Linked DNA regions of Ovis aries: region 2 is linked to region 1. Evidence: chromatin contacts called from public Hi-C data. All regions are on one chromosome and are shown on one strand. Each heading gives the region's core, a stretch centred on a gene start, on an enhancer-like site or on the middle of the called end of the contact. The rest is flanking DNA. Distances are from core to core; before and after follow the strand shown.

The links. A called contact is a pair of places that touch in the nucleus more often than the background predicts.
Region 2: a contact with region 1 is called in a Hi-C map of hypothalamus, with 4 times the contacts expected there. The contact joins two enhancer-like sites. A contact is called at or near these places in 3 of 16 Hi-C or Micro-C datasets (hypothalamus and tail adipose tissue).

The regions. Positions count from the first base shown.
Region 1 is chr21:36,972,930-36,980,233 of ARS-UI_Ramb_v3.0, forward strand. RAB3IL1 (RAB3A interacting protein like 1) reads right to left here. Exons shown (of 11, transcript XM_060404304.1): 10 at 5,337-5,403; 11 at 3,491-4,492. The coding sequence ends at 4,410. It overlaps LOC132658371 (a long non-coding RNA gene), which reads left to right. Exons shown (of 2, transcript XR_009597943.1): 2 at 1-3,786. Among named protein-coding and RNA genes, the nearest start is that of FADS3, 9.3 kb to the left of the region's middle. Within about 2 kb of position 3,997, at least 11 of the 54 cell types and tissues checked have an H3K27ac peak or open chromatin away from gene starts, as enhancers often do. A contact at or near this core is called in hypothalamus, where this site is marked.
Region 2 is chr21:37,150,025-37,157,328 of ARS-UI_Ramb_v3.0, forward strand. No RefSeq gene overlaps it. Among named protein-coding and RNA genes, the nearest start is that of INCENP, 4.5 kb to the right of the region's middle. Within about 2 kb of position 3,452, at least 8 of the 54 cell types and tissues checked have an H3K27ac peak or open chromatin away from gene starts, as enhancers often do. A contact at or near this core is called in hypothalamus, where this site is marked.

The DNA of each region.
Region 1 (7,304 bases), core at 2,747-5,246:
GTGGCTCAGATGGTAAAGTGTCTGCCTACAGTGTGGGAGACTGGGGTTCAATCCCTGGATCTGGAAGATCCTCTGGAGAAGGCAATGGCAACCCACTCCAGTACTCTTGCCTGGAGAATCCTGTGGACAGAAGAGCCTGGTAGGCTACAATTCATGGGGGTCACAAAGAGTCAGACAAGACTTGAGTGACTAAACTTTCCACTTAGAGAAAATCACTAAGGTAGTTATAGCCTGGTGGTGGCCAGGGGTGGAGGTAGGGGAGTTCTTCAATGGGTTCACGGTTTCAGATATGTGAGGTGAAATCATCCTGGAGATCTGTTTCATGGCAATGTGAACATACTTGATGTTCCTGAACTGTCCAGTGAGAAATGGTTAGGATGGTACATTTTGCGGTTTGTTTTTTAAACCACAATAAATTTTTTAAAAGGGGGGGGTGGTAGTGCTGCAAAGGTCATTTAGTCCGATATTCCCAACTCAAAACTGGGGCCCAGAGGGGAGTGACTTGCCCAGGTCCTCAGCCCTGGCGAGATCAAACAGGAGAGGCTCGGAAGATGGTAAGATCTGACACATAGTGTGAGGCCAGGGTGGGGCTAGGCTCAGGCTCAATGACTGTAGCTGGTGCTGGCTTTTAGGACGTGGCTGTCTGTGCCAGCAGCACTTAGCAAGACCTGAGCGGGTTATCTAGAAAGTTCACTTGAGAGGAAGAGCTCCTGTGTGGCTGATGTCAGCTAGCCTTCCCCTCCTAACTCTCAAAGCCCTGAGAGCCCCCGCCCCCAGAAGCCTGCAGGTGCAGCTGTCAGGAGGTAAATGTGAGAAACAAACCTAGATTAAAATCCCCATCTGCCACCACCTGACCCTAATTCTGCACAACTGAAAAACACAGAAGGGCCTAAGGCAGCATCAGGAACTCGGCAGGTGGTGAGAGGAAAGCTTCTAGGAGGCTGGCTGATGCCGTCGGCTCTGGGACAGGGCTCATTTATTCCTAATCTGGGGCCACTTTTTCCTGTGCGACCTCTTGGTGCCTCAGTCAACTCATCTGCAAAATGGGGGTACATAGTACCTCACAGGGGTGCCCTGAGCATTAAGTGAATTTGTTCATGTTGTCAACTAAACGGAAAAGGAAATGGCAACCGACTCCAATGTTCTTGCCTGGGGGATCCCGTGAACAGGGGAGCCTGGTGGGCTGCTGTCCATGGGGTCGCACAGAGTCAGACACAACTGAAACAACTTAGTAGCAGCAGCAGCAATCGACTAAAAAATACAGTCACAACCTGAAAATAGAGTTATTTGGTGGGAATGCTTAGGACTCCAAGCCAGGGAGACAGCATCTCAGTAGCTCCGAGAAAACTGCCTCCAAGGAGGCAGGAGTGGAAGTCGGGTTATATTCAAATTTGCAACAAAGGGTACAAGCAGTCTGAACATTAAAGATCAGGTATCAAGTTAAGGTGGAGAAGGAAATGGCAACCCACTCCAGTATTCTTGCCTGGAGAATCCCAGGGACAGAGGAGCCTTGGTGGGCTGCCGTCCATGGGCTCGCACGGAGTCGGACACAACTGAAGCAACTTAGCAGCAGCGGCAGCAGCATCAAGCTAAGGAATTCAGCATTCTATGTATGAAAGTGAAGTCGCTCAGTCGAGTCCGACTCTTTGCGACCCCACGGACTGTAGCCTAACAGGCTCCTCCATCCATGGGATTTTCCAGGCAAGAATACTGGAGTGGGGTGCCATTTCCTTTTCCGGGAGATCTTCCCGACCCAGGGATTGAACCCGGGTCTCCCGCGTCGTATGCTTTACTGCTTTACCGTCTGAGCCACCAGGGAAGGGGATCACTGAGTTCATTCCTGGCATACACACTGCAGCTCTCAGGGGCCAGTCCTGTTTGCCTGTTCACCTTGCTTTTGTATTCCCCCAGCTCCTCAGCACTCACCGTGAGGGGTAGCAGCAACCGCTGGATTGCATCCCCATTCACCTTTGGAGGTCAGAAATCGCTGATGGCTGTGACATTTCTTGTTTATTAATATGGCAAGAGGTATTTTCATTTCACAATGGAAAGGGCTCGGAACCCGCCCCAGGACATAATAGTGCTCATAAATACTGAGATACTGAGGCCACAGTGTGTGAGTCACACGCGCCTCCAGGTATCTTAGCGTACTGTTGGCTGACCTCGCCTCATCTGGGCCTGACACCAGGAAATGCTACCGCAGGTGCAGGCGGAGCGAGTCTGGGGTGGGGAATCTCTGCCAGGGCTCTGAAGTGTTGCCTGGTGTCTCCTTGGTGGTGGGTATGGCAGGGCCGCAAGCACAGAAACTCCGGGCAGGCATGGGGCGGCTCCAGGGTCCAGACCTCCATCCTCCTTAGTCCTCCAGCTGACCCAGGACTGACCCAGGACACAGAGACTGAAGGCAGGAGAGGACATAGGAGACTCCATGTAATGTCTCCTTCCCTGACACCCTCCATCGCCCTCCTCGCTTCACTTCCTCCATCTGCCATGTTGGATGTTCTCCATGCGTTATTTTCATTACCAGCCTCCCCATGAGAGTCTCAGCTCCAACAAGGTACCCCCAGCACCAGGAACTGTGTCTGCGTATGAGTTGCCCAGTGTTTGTTGAGTGAATAAATGACCGTCTATGACAGGAGGCCTAGCTGGTGAACATCCCAGAGGGGCTGGGAGACAGAAGGTATTTAAATCACAAGTGGAATGGAGAGGAGGGTCTGCGGCGGAGGGAGAATCTGGGAGGCAGGAGAGCAAGAGGGAAAAGGCTACTGGCTGAAATGAGTGATAAAGTGGGGAGCCTTGACCTACCAGCTGAGTGGCCCCAAGGTCTCAGAGAAGTCCCCTCGAGGGATCACCAGCCTCAGTAAATACTGACCCAGAAGCTGCCATGCCCCCCGCCAAGGAAGGACACCCACTGGCCTTGGCCCGTATCCCTACCAGTAGGGAGGGGACCAGGCACCCCAAGACACCTCTCAAGGACCACTTGGAGCCTCAGAGGCCCAGGCCACCCCTACTTTCTTCCGACTACTACTGTCCTTTAACCAGGGCGGGGAAAACCAGAGTGACCACAGCCCCTGCTGTGCTGCTGGCAGACATCACCAATCAATCCTGCCTCCGTCCTGTGTGCTCCAGGAAGGCCTTGATGCCTTGACTCTGAGTTCCAGGCTTCCACGTGACACCGGGCAGAGGGACCTCGAAGGGATCTGCCCAGGATTCCTAGGGAGGCCAGGACAGATTCCCCTGTTCTCCTGACAGCAGACCCCTCCTCACAGGGAGGGGGAGCTGGGCTCACCTTCCCCACCCCCAATAACCCACGGGCCCACGGAACACTGGGGAGGACTTCGGGGATGCTGCCTGCAGCAATCCCTTCAGGATTTGGGTTTAATCCCAAGCACGAGGGCGGGCAAGGAAAGGATTTTGTTTCATTCCTTCAGATGCCCAAGGCTTGGCCCAAGCCCCAGGGCGCAGGAGTGAAGGCGCGTGGCTGCCCAGCCTCTACCAACAAAGCCATCCTTTATTAAATAGATCGTGCTACATTCCATTCAGAGGAGGAAATCGGACATGGTGAGGGATGTGTCCAGGTTGGCTCCCCGGCACCGTGTGGGGTGAGGAGGGGCCCGGGTCCTGCCCGCCCCACCCCAGGCTTGCGTGCAGGGCTGGGCGATCTCAGCCCCTGTTGTCTGAATGGCCAGGCACAGCTGAAAACAGGCCTGGGTGTCCTGTGGCCCATTTGTGTTTGACTCTGGGAAGACAGTGCCCCCATCCTCCCAGCAGGGGTGGAGGCAGGGCTCCCTGCAGCACAGGGCTCGGCCGGCAGGGAGGGAGGGGGACGAGGGCCCCGATCCATCTCAGGCAGATACAGGATGGAGTGGAAGACAGCCGGGGAAGCCCTGCCCGCCCCTCCTAACTCTGCTGCCCTGTGGGCACCTGGGATGGCAGGTCCACTAGGCCTTCGGTGGGGAGGCCATCTGGGAATGGGGTGAAGCATGGCCACTAGGGGGTGCTGGTGCCCAGGGCTTGCGAACTGGAAGGGTGAGGAAGAGACCCTGGAGATGGGACCAGCGAGGCACCAGCAGGCAACAGCTCCTGGGATAGCAAGGGGGTGCTGGCTGCCGCAGGGGTCCCCTGCCAAGGGCTGAGCCCCTTTGTAACGGCTCCCAGCTCCTTGGTCTTTGGTGCTTTCTTGAAAGTCTCCTGGTGGCTGTAGTACTACTGAGGAGGAGAGGAGGTCACCTCCTGAGGTCCTGTCCAGGGCTGGACATTTGGTGCCGGCTCAGTGCTGCCTCCGAGGCCTGGCCATTTGTTCCTCCATTCAGCTCCTGGCTCAGGGCTGGCTCCAGGACCCCATCTGTCAGTCTATCTTGGGGCGGGTGTTATCTCCAGCTCAGAGCCGCCCTCCCGGCCTGGGCCATGCCCTAGGCCTCGTGGGGGAAGAAGCCGAGCTTGGCCAGTGACATCTCCTTCCGCAGCCTCGTGATCTCCCAGAACATGGGCTCCGCTGTAGGTAAAGAGAGAAGGTGAACAGCTCAGTGACCCCCAGGGTCACCTCAGGCAGATGGCCTGGCCCTTCCCCATGGTTTTGGGTATAGCAGCTGGCAGGCACCCCTAGGACTCCCCAGTCCTTCCGGACAGATGACCTCTGTGAGTGGTCGGACCTCTTAGAGGCTCTTCTCTGAGGTCCTGCAAACTGTTGAGTGCTGAACACCTGGGAGGCTTGAAGGTGACAACGGTCACTTTCATAGCCTGACACGGACATGCACGCACACACTGTCACACACTCAGACAGGCTGCAAATGCTCTCCAGCCACCCTGAGCAGGGCCTATCCCCTGGCCTGGCAGAATGGGGGCAGGGGACACAACGGGTGGGCAGGGGACTTGTCGGACAAGGGTGGGGGAGGGACTATAGAGGGAGGTGGGGCGAGCCTGTGTTCAGCCGCCACTTGGAGGCCACGCGGCGGGGAGCTGATTCACAGGGGAGGCCCCACCGTGTAGGGTCTCGGAAGCCAGGCCAGTAACAGGGATGGTGTTCGTTCAGGCCCCGGGGGTTGGGAGAGGTTTCTGCAAAGGACAAAGCAGCGGGATCCAGGTATGCAGGGGCCTCCGACTGGTTTTCCTGGTGAGGCAACTCCCAGGAAGCTCCTTCCGCTCTTCCTCTCTCCATAGGGCGTAGCAACAGACGCTCCGAGGAGCCCTTTGCTAATTCACAACCTTCCCCTCTCGCTGACTCCTCCCTCCGAGGAGGGCAGCAAAGTGCTGGGGTTGGCCCCGGCCACGGCTGACCCGCCCCGCCCCGCGCCGCCGCTCCCGGGCGCCACCCCGATCGGCCACTAGGGGGCGCTCACCGTCCTGCCGCACCAGGCCTTGCTGGATGTAGCGGATGTAGGTGAAGAAGTTGCACACGGCCGTGATCTATGGGCAGAACGCACAGGGTGTGAACCTCTCGGTGCCCGCCACGAAAGCCAGGAGAGATCGGAGACCACACTAGGAAGTCCCACGTCCTGGCAGAGTCAGATTACCGCTGGGCTCTAACGTTACAGTTAACAGGAGCAATACTATTCCTCCTAATAAAAAACGATGCCGGCAACTATAGTGTAATCGAGTGCGCGGATCCGAAGAGGCCGACGTGCCTACCATTCCCATTCCACACATCGGGGGAGTGGAGGCTGCGAGAACGACCCGACAACAACTGCGGAGGCCACGGAGCTAAGAAGCAGCTGAGCTGGAAGATGAAACCCGGCAGGCTGCCAAGAATCCAGGCTCCCTTGAGGGGCTTGCTAGGTCTGGATGCTGGAGGCCCCGGGGCATCTAGTCCTTAGGAGGTGCCATGCGTGATGCCAGGAAAGATGAGGAATCAGAAGCTGCCCACCTGGCTGCCCTGGATCCCGGCCTGAGACCCCCAGCTTTGCCTAAGGCTGCTCCATGCCAGGCCCTCTGCGGGGCACTGGGGACCCTGGACTGGCTCAGATCTGATCCTGGTCACAAAGACTCAAACCCTGGAGAGGGTGCTGTTGGTGCCTTGCCCAGGCCCCCTCCCCCAGGCTGGGGTTCCACCTCCCCACAGCTGAGAGTTTTGGCTAATACCCCCCTGCACCCCAGTACCCTCACAAAGCTGGGCCAATGACTGGTGTGTGGAATATAAAAGGCCACGGCCTTGCCTCAGAGTAGAACCCACTCTGGGCTGCAGAGCGATGAAGGCAGACTCCAGCGGAGGCCTCACCTTTGCCTGTCCCCGCTTCTGCCTCCCTCCCTCACCTCCTGAGAATTGCACCCACTCTCCATCTTGGGCTCTGCTTCTAGGGAACCCAACCGAAGACAGGGTGGAAGACAGCTGGCAGTTGTGCTCACAACTGCCTCTACTGAATATCCAGTGCTTTGTGGGAGGGACATCAAGTCGGGGTGAGGGGGGCCCACCACCTGGGGAGTGGAGAAAGTTGTGGGAGGGGTGATGCTCCTGCTGGACCCTCAGACACACAAGAGCCCTTGCCAAGAGGACAGAGTCGGTGCTCTGGGTTGGTGGCCCTGGCAAAGGCAGGGAGGTGGGAGAGAGGCCAGGTCAGGGGATTTAACCCAGGGTGGCCAAGGCGCTGCCTGGGAGGGCTGCACAGGATGGGGTGGGGCGGGCCACAGGAGCTTGAATCCCAGGCCATGGAGTTCCCTAGTGACCAGTGGGCCCCACCAGTGGACCCCTGAGTAGGGAGGGGAGGAGAGCAGTGGTCCTCTCTCCCCAGGGCCGTGATTTGGAGACAGAACTCTCTTCTTCCTATGGATTCCACACTCCTTGGTCTCCTCAGGGTGGGGACCACATCCTAAAACTTCACACCCTTCTCCTTTCCCACTCCAGCTCTGGCCAACACAGCAGACACACAGGCCTGGGAGAACCGATATTCTAGACGTAATTTTGTAGGCCTGGGAGCATCTGGTATGGATCTCCTGGTTTGGGATCAGAAAGAACAAAGAGGGGATTTCCCCGATGGTCCAGTGGTTAAGACAGTGCTTCCACTGCAGGGGGCCTGGGTTCCATCCCTGGTTGGGGAACTAAGATCCTGCAAGCCACGGGGTGTGGCCAAAAAAGCACAGAGGGAGCCCACGGCCACTGAACAAGACTCTGGACACAGATGCAGAGGGTGAAGGCTGCAGCAGAAAGAGACCGGATCCAGGATGGGGCGATCTGAGGTCTAGGCTGAGTGGCCCACTGCCCGATGATGGCAAACAGCCTACTTTAGTCCCAGGAGGCACCTCTAGAAGGTCAAGGGAAGGAGATGGCTCCTCCAAGAGGGCCTTCCACACTGTGTCACCTTTACACCAACCTT
Region 2 (7,304 bases), core at 2,202-4,701, 180 kb after region 1:
GTGAAAAAGTTGGCTTAAAGCTCAACATTCAGAAAACGAAGATCATGGCATCTGGTCCCATCACTTCATGGGAATTAGACGGGGAAACAGTGGAAACAGTGTCAGACCATTTTTGGGGGCTCCAAAATCACCGCAGATGGTGACTGCAGCCATGAAATTAAAAGACGCTTACTCCTTGGAAGAAAAGTTATGACCAACCTAGCTAGCATATTCAAAAGCAGGGACATTACTTTGCCGACTAAGGTCCGTCTAGTCAAGGCTATGGTTTTCCAGTAGTCATGTATGGATGTGAGAGTTGGACTGTGAAGAAGGCTAAGCGCCGAAGAATTGATGCTTTTGAGCTGCGGTGTTGGAGAAGACTCTTGAGAGTCCCTTGGACTGCAAGGAGATCCAACCAGTCCATTGTGAATGAGATCAACCCTGGGATTTCTTTGGAGGAATGATGCTAAAGCTGAAACTCCAGTACTTTGGCCACCTCACATGAAGAGTTGACTCATTGGAAAAGACTCTGATGCCGGGAGGGATTGGGGGCAGTAGGAGAAGGGGACAACAGAGGATGAGATGGCTGGATGGCATCACGGATTCGATGGACATGAATCTGAGTGAACTCCGGGAGATGGTGATGAATAGGGAGGCCTGGCGTGCTGCGATTCATGGGGTCACAAACAGTCGGACACGACTGAGCGACTGAACTGAACTGAACTAAACTGCTGTTGCTAAGCCACTTCAGTTGTGTCCGACTCTGTGTGACCCCATAGGCGGCAGCCCACCAGGCTCCCCCATCCCAGGGATTCTCCAGGCAAGAACACTGGAGTGGGTTGCCATTTCCTTCTCCAATGCATGAAAGTGAAAAGTGAAAGTGAAGTCACTCAGTCGTGTCCGACTGTTCGCGACCCCATGGACTGCAGCCTACCAGGCTCCCCATCCATGGGATTTTCCAGGCAAGAGTGCTGGAGTGGGGTGCCATAAGAGTAACTTTTTACATCTCTTAGGTATGTACTCAGGGAACATGGCAGATTTTACGTATTTCTGATTCCACTGGCAAGAGTCTCTCTGTTATAAGCTGGATGCATCAGGCTGTCGTAGCTGGCTGCCATTAACCATTCATCCAAATCCCCATGCTAATTAGCAGCACATGGGACTACAGCGTGGCTTTTGCTGTACATTAGAGACAGAAATGCGCTTGACTGCATTCAGCCTAAAACTGGCTGCTCAAAAACTAGGATTCCTCAAACTCAATCCTCAACAAATGAGCTACTGATTGTGATTTCATTCACTGCTTGAGGGAGACCACACAGATAACTCAGGGATTTAGTTTGGTGAGCTTTATTCTTTACTCCATGAGGATCAAGAAGCATTCTTTTACTAAATTTCCTTTGCATACTTCCTAGTTCATATAAATGAGTTTCTCAGCCATTATGATCAGAGGGTAACAACAAAAAGAGTGATTCTTTGAGACGTCAATATATAGGCCGCCCAAATAAAACACAATTGTGGAGAACTTTGGCTACCAGCTGGGATGGAACTATTATAGAATAAGCCCTCCTATGGTAAACAACAGTAAAGCTGGAGTGAAAAATATGAGCAACTCTTTTTAGGCATTAGACCACAGGAGGAGGCAGACTGTTGTCTTGAAGAGAAGGGACACACCTGGGGTTGAGCCCCAGGACCACTGTCTTCCTGGGGTGCGGCCAGCTGGCACATTAAGTAGCTGAGGAAGCAGATATCAGATCCAGGAGCAGGTGGAGTGACTGGAATTTCAGAGCATGGGCAGACATTTGTGTGATCCTCTACAAGGTAGGGAAGATGTGGAGCAAGTGAAATTAGAATCAGTTACATGCGGAAGGGTGAAATGGTGCAACCACTCTGGAAAATTGTATTTTATAAAGTTATACATACACTCGCTATATGCCTCAGCATTTTCATAATAACAGACATATGGAAAGAGTCGTATCCCAAATATCCCCATCAGCAGAATTAATTAAGATTGCAAAATATTCATAAGTAGTATTAATACTTTTATATAGCAGTAGTAAGAATGACCTAGAGCCACAAATAACAGCATGGATGAATCTCACATAATATTGAGCAAAAGATGCCAGACACAAGAGCAAACTGTATAACACTTTATTTTTTTAACACAAATTTTTATTTTTTAAAAAACAAAAATTATGTTGAGAGATGCATGTGCTTTGGTGGTAAACCTATACAGTAGTCCCCCTTATCTGTGGGGGATAGTTTCCAAGATCACCACCAGTGGATGTCTAAAATCTCAGACAGTACCATAGTATATACCAGGTTTTTTCCTACACATTAAGCACAGTAACAGATTGACAACAATAATAGTAGAACCATTACAGCAATCTATTGTAATAAAAGCTATATGAATATGGTCTTTCTCTCTCAAAATATCTTATTGTACAAATGTAATGCCTTTTCCATCATAACTAAGCAGTTCTCAGGCACTGTAGGCTGAAACATTTACAGTTCGAGGTGTGACAGCAAACTAGCATGAGTTTCTTTTTCCTTCTTCACAATTTCACAGATAGAAGAGTCATTCTTACCAAAGATCTTAGTAATCTGTGTATTTTGTTTTTTATTAAGAACTTTCACATTTTCACTTAAAGGAAGCACTTCATGGCTTTTCTTTGTCATATCTGAATCGCCAGCATCACTACTCTGGTGCCTTGAGGGCATTATTAAGTAAAATTAGGGCCACTTGAACACTGAGCACTTTGATGCCTGGACAATCAATCCAATACACCAAGACAGTAAGTAGCTAAATGGGTGGGGTACACTGGAAAGGGATGAATCTTGGCAGCAGCTGGATACAGCAGGTGGCATGAGATATCAACACCCCACTCTGAACACAGAACAATTTAAAACTTATGAATTATTTACTTCTGGAATTTTCCATGTAATATTTTTAGACTGCATCTGACCCCGAATAACTGAGATCTTGTAAAATGAAACCATGAATAAGGACAGACTACTGTAGGAGCAATTAATAATTACCATACTTTTTTTTTTTCTTTAAGGCTTTACTTTGGGAAAGGGAGCAAGTGGGCTTTCGGGAGGCTAGCGAAGCTCTATTTCTTAACCTGGGAGGTGCTTTTTAAGGACTGATTTTGACAAACTAATAAGCTGTATATCTCTGTTTTGTGCCTTTTTCTAGATGTGTCCTCTATTTCACAATTAAACTGTTGGAAGAGAGGAATGAAGGGATATCCTCACTCAGGATAATTTTAGGGGTCCAAGAAGCCACGATCTGCTCCCAGGTCCATACACCACCCGCAGCATGAAGCCCCAGCCTGGGTAGCCCGTCCTTCGCTGGTCGCCAGATCCTCTGGCACAAACTGTCTAGAAAGTAAAACGCCTAGAACCGCGCTTGGCAGGGCAGCACTCTGAGCAGCCAATCAGCGGCTTCTAATCACCTGCGCCTGCGCAGAGGGGCCTGCGGCAGACTCCGTTACGCCTGCGCAGTCTGTGCTGCTGGGCTTAAACTCTTGTCCAGGGGCAGCTGGAGCAAGGGAATCTTTGGCAGCTGGCCTGTGGGCAGAGTATTAATACTTGGCCAAGAGGTGCAGTTGCATGTCCACTGAACCGAGCTGCAGGCTACTAAAGGGGTACCCATGTTTAGTTCGAGAAATGTTCTAACTTGTGTTGTGCTTAGTCACTGCCGTGTCCAACTCTTTGCGAGCTCATGGACTGTAGCCCGCCAGGCTCCTCTGTCCATGGGGATTCTCCAGGCAAGATTACTAGAGTGGGTTGCCATGCCCTTCTCCGTGGGATCTTCCCAATCCAGGGGTGGAACCCAGGTCTCGTGAATTGCCGGTGGATTCTTTACTGTCTGAGCCACCAGGATTCTAAAATAGGGATCAGCAAACTTCTAGAGAGGATTGACAGTAAATAGTTTAGGCTTTGTGGGCTTACGAGGCAAAATCTCCTATATTACATAGGTACTTTAGTAAGGAAAGAAAAACTTCTCTACAGCTTTAAAAATTGATGTAATTCAATATAAAGCAATAATGATTAAAATTTTTAAGGGAATAGCCCTACTAATTAAACCAGAATTGTAGTTTGAGGCTGGGACGTGGAGGATAATATTTTAACTGTGGCTCATAGTTAAGTTTGAGGGACTGCCAGGAGATAGTGAAGGACAGGGAAGCCTGGAGTGCTGCAGTCCACGGAGTCACAAAGGGTTAGACATGACTGAATGGCTGAACAAAAATAATCATTAAAACTCAAATATGATGTTCATCTGTAAATGCAAATCTACAGTGAGATTTTTACCCACTTCCTTTTTAAAGTGTCTTTTCACACAGATAAGTAATGCCAGATATTGATAATCTGAGATGATTTCAGTTGACCATATTCATCACCAGAAAATGGGCTTCTCTAGCGGCTCAGTTCCCTAGGTTGGTAGGTGCCCAATATGCTACTGGAGATCAATGGAAAATAACTCCAGAAAGAATGAAGGGATGGAGCCAAAGCAAAAACAACACCCAGTTGTGGATGTGACTGGTGGTAGAAGCAAGGTCTGAGCAATAAAGAGCAATATTGCATAGGAACCTGGAATGTTAGGTCCATGAATCAAGGCAAATTGGAAGTGGTCAAAGAGGAGATGGCAAGAGTGAACGTCAACAACTAGGAATCAGAGAACTAAAATAAGCAATAAGCAAACTCCTTATTTCCAAATTCAGACTTAAATTGAAGAAAGTGGGGAAAACCATTAGACCATTCAGGTATGATCTAAATCAAATCCCTTATGATTATACAGTGGAAGTGAGAAATAGATTTAAGGGACTAGCTCTGATAGACAGAGTGCCTGATGAACTATGGATGGAGATTCGTGACACTCCCTGTACAGGAGACAGGAATCAAGACCATCCCCAAGAAAAAGAAATGCAAAAAAGCAAAATGGCTGTCTGAGGAGGCCTTACAAATAGCTGTGAAAAGAAGAGAAGTGAAAAGCAAAGAAGAAAAGGAAAGATATACCCTTTGAATGCAGAGTTCCAAAGAATAGAAAGGAGAGAGATTAGAAAGCCTTCCTCGTGATCAGTGCAAAGAAATAGAGGAAAATAATAGAATGGGAAAGACTAGAGATCTCTTCAAGAAAATTAGAGATATCAAGGGAACATTTCATGCAAAGATGGGCTCGATAAAGGACAGAAATGGTGTGGACCTAACAGAAGCAGACGATATTAAGAAGAGGTGGCAAGAATACACAGAAGAACTGTACAAAAAAGATCTTCACGACCCAGATAATCACGATGGTGTGATCACTCACCTAGAGCCAGACATCCTGGAATGTGAAGTCAGGTTGGCCTTAGGAAGCATGACTACAAACAAAGCTAGTGGAGGTGATGAAATTCCAGTTGAGCTATTTCAAATCCTGAAAGATGATGCTGTGAAAATGCTGCACTCAATATGCCAGCAAATTTGGAAAACTCAGCCGTGGCCATGGGACTGGAGAAGGTCAGTTTTCATTCCAATCCCAAGAAAGGCAATGCCAAAGAATGCTCAAACTACCACACAATTGCATTCATGTCACATGCTAGCAAAGTAATGCTCAAAATTCTCCAAGCCAAGCTTCAGCAATACATGAACCGTGAATTTCCAGATGTTCAAGCTGGTTTTAGAAAAGGCAGAGGAACCAGAGATTAAATTGCCAACATCTGCTGGATTATCGAAAAAGCAAGAGAGTTCCAGAAAGACATCTATTCTGCTGTATTGACTATGCCAAAGCCTTTGATGGTGTGGATCACAATAAACTGTGGAAAATTCTGAAAGAGATGGGAATACCAGACCACCTAACCTGCCTCTTGAGAAATCTGTATGCAGGTCAAGAAGCAACAGTTAGAACTGGACATGGAACAATAGACTGGTTCCAAATAGGAAAAGGAGTACGTCAAGGCTGTATATTGTCACCCTGCTTATTTAACTTCTATGCAGAGTACATCATGAGAAACGCTGGGCTGGATGAAGCACAAGCTGGAATCAAGACTGCCGGGAGAAATATCAATAAATTCAGATATGCAGATGACACCACCCTTATGGCAGAAAGTAAAGAGGAACTAAAGGGCCTCTTGATGAAAGTGAAAGAGGAGAGTGAAAAAGTTGGCTTAAAGCTCAACATTCAGAAAACTAAGATCATGGCATCTGATCCCCTTAGTCAGTTCAGTTCAGTCGCTCAGTCATGTCTGACCCTTTGTGACCCCATGAATTGCAGCACACCAGGCCTCCCTGTCCATCACCAACTCCTGGAGTTCACTCAAACTCACGTCCATCGAGTCGGTGATGCCATCCAGCCATCTCATCCTCTGTCGTCCCCTTCTCCTCCTGCCTCTAATCCCTCCCAGCATCAGAGTCTTTTCCAATGAGTCATCTCTTCACATGAGGTGAAGAAGGTCCCATCACTTCATGGGAAATAGATGGGGAAACAGTGGAAACAGTGTCAGACTTTATTTTTGGGGGCTCCAAAATCATTACAGATTGTGACCGCAGCCATGAAATTAAAAGATGCTTGCTCCTTGGAAGAAAAGTTATGACCAACCTCGACAACATATTAAAATGCAGAGACATTACTTTGCCAATAAAGGTCTGTCTAGTAAAGGCTACGGTTTTTCCAGTAATCATGTATGGATGTGAGAGTTGAACTGTGAAGAAAGCTGAGCACCGAAGAATTGATGCTTTTGAACTGTAGTGTTGGAGGAGACTCTTGAGAGTCCCTTGGACTGCAAGGAGATCCAACCAGTCCATCCTAAAGGAGATCAGTCCTTTAGCGTTCATCGGAAGGACTGATGCTGAAGCTGAAACTCCAATACTTTGGCCACCTGATGTGAAGCACTGACTCATTTGAAAAGACCCTCATGCTGGGTAAGATTGAGGGCAGGAGGAGAAGGGGATGACAGAGGATGAGATGGTTGGATAGCATCACCAACTCAACAGACATGAGTTTGGGTAAACTCTGGGAGTTGGTGATGGACAGGAAGGCCTGGCGTGCTGCAGTCCACGGGGTCACAAAGAGTCAGACGCGACTGAACTGAACTGAGTTGCTCAGTCAGTAAGGAATCTGCCTTCAATGCTGGCAGACCAGGGTTCAATCACTGGGTGGGGAATGTCCCCTGGAGAAGGAAATGGCAACCCACTCCAATATTCTTGCCTGCAGAATCCCATGGACAGAGGAGCCTGGTGAGCTACAGTCCACAGAGTCGGCTATAGTCCATGGAGTCTCAGGAGAGTCCAACACGACTTGGCGACTTAACTATCACCAGAAATGTATGTGTAGAACTGTTGGCTTC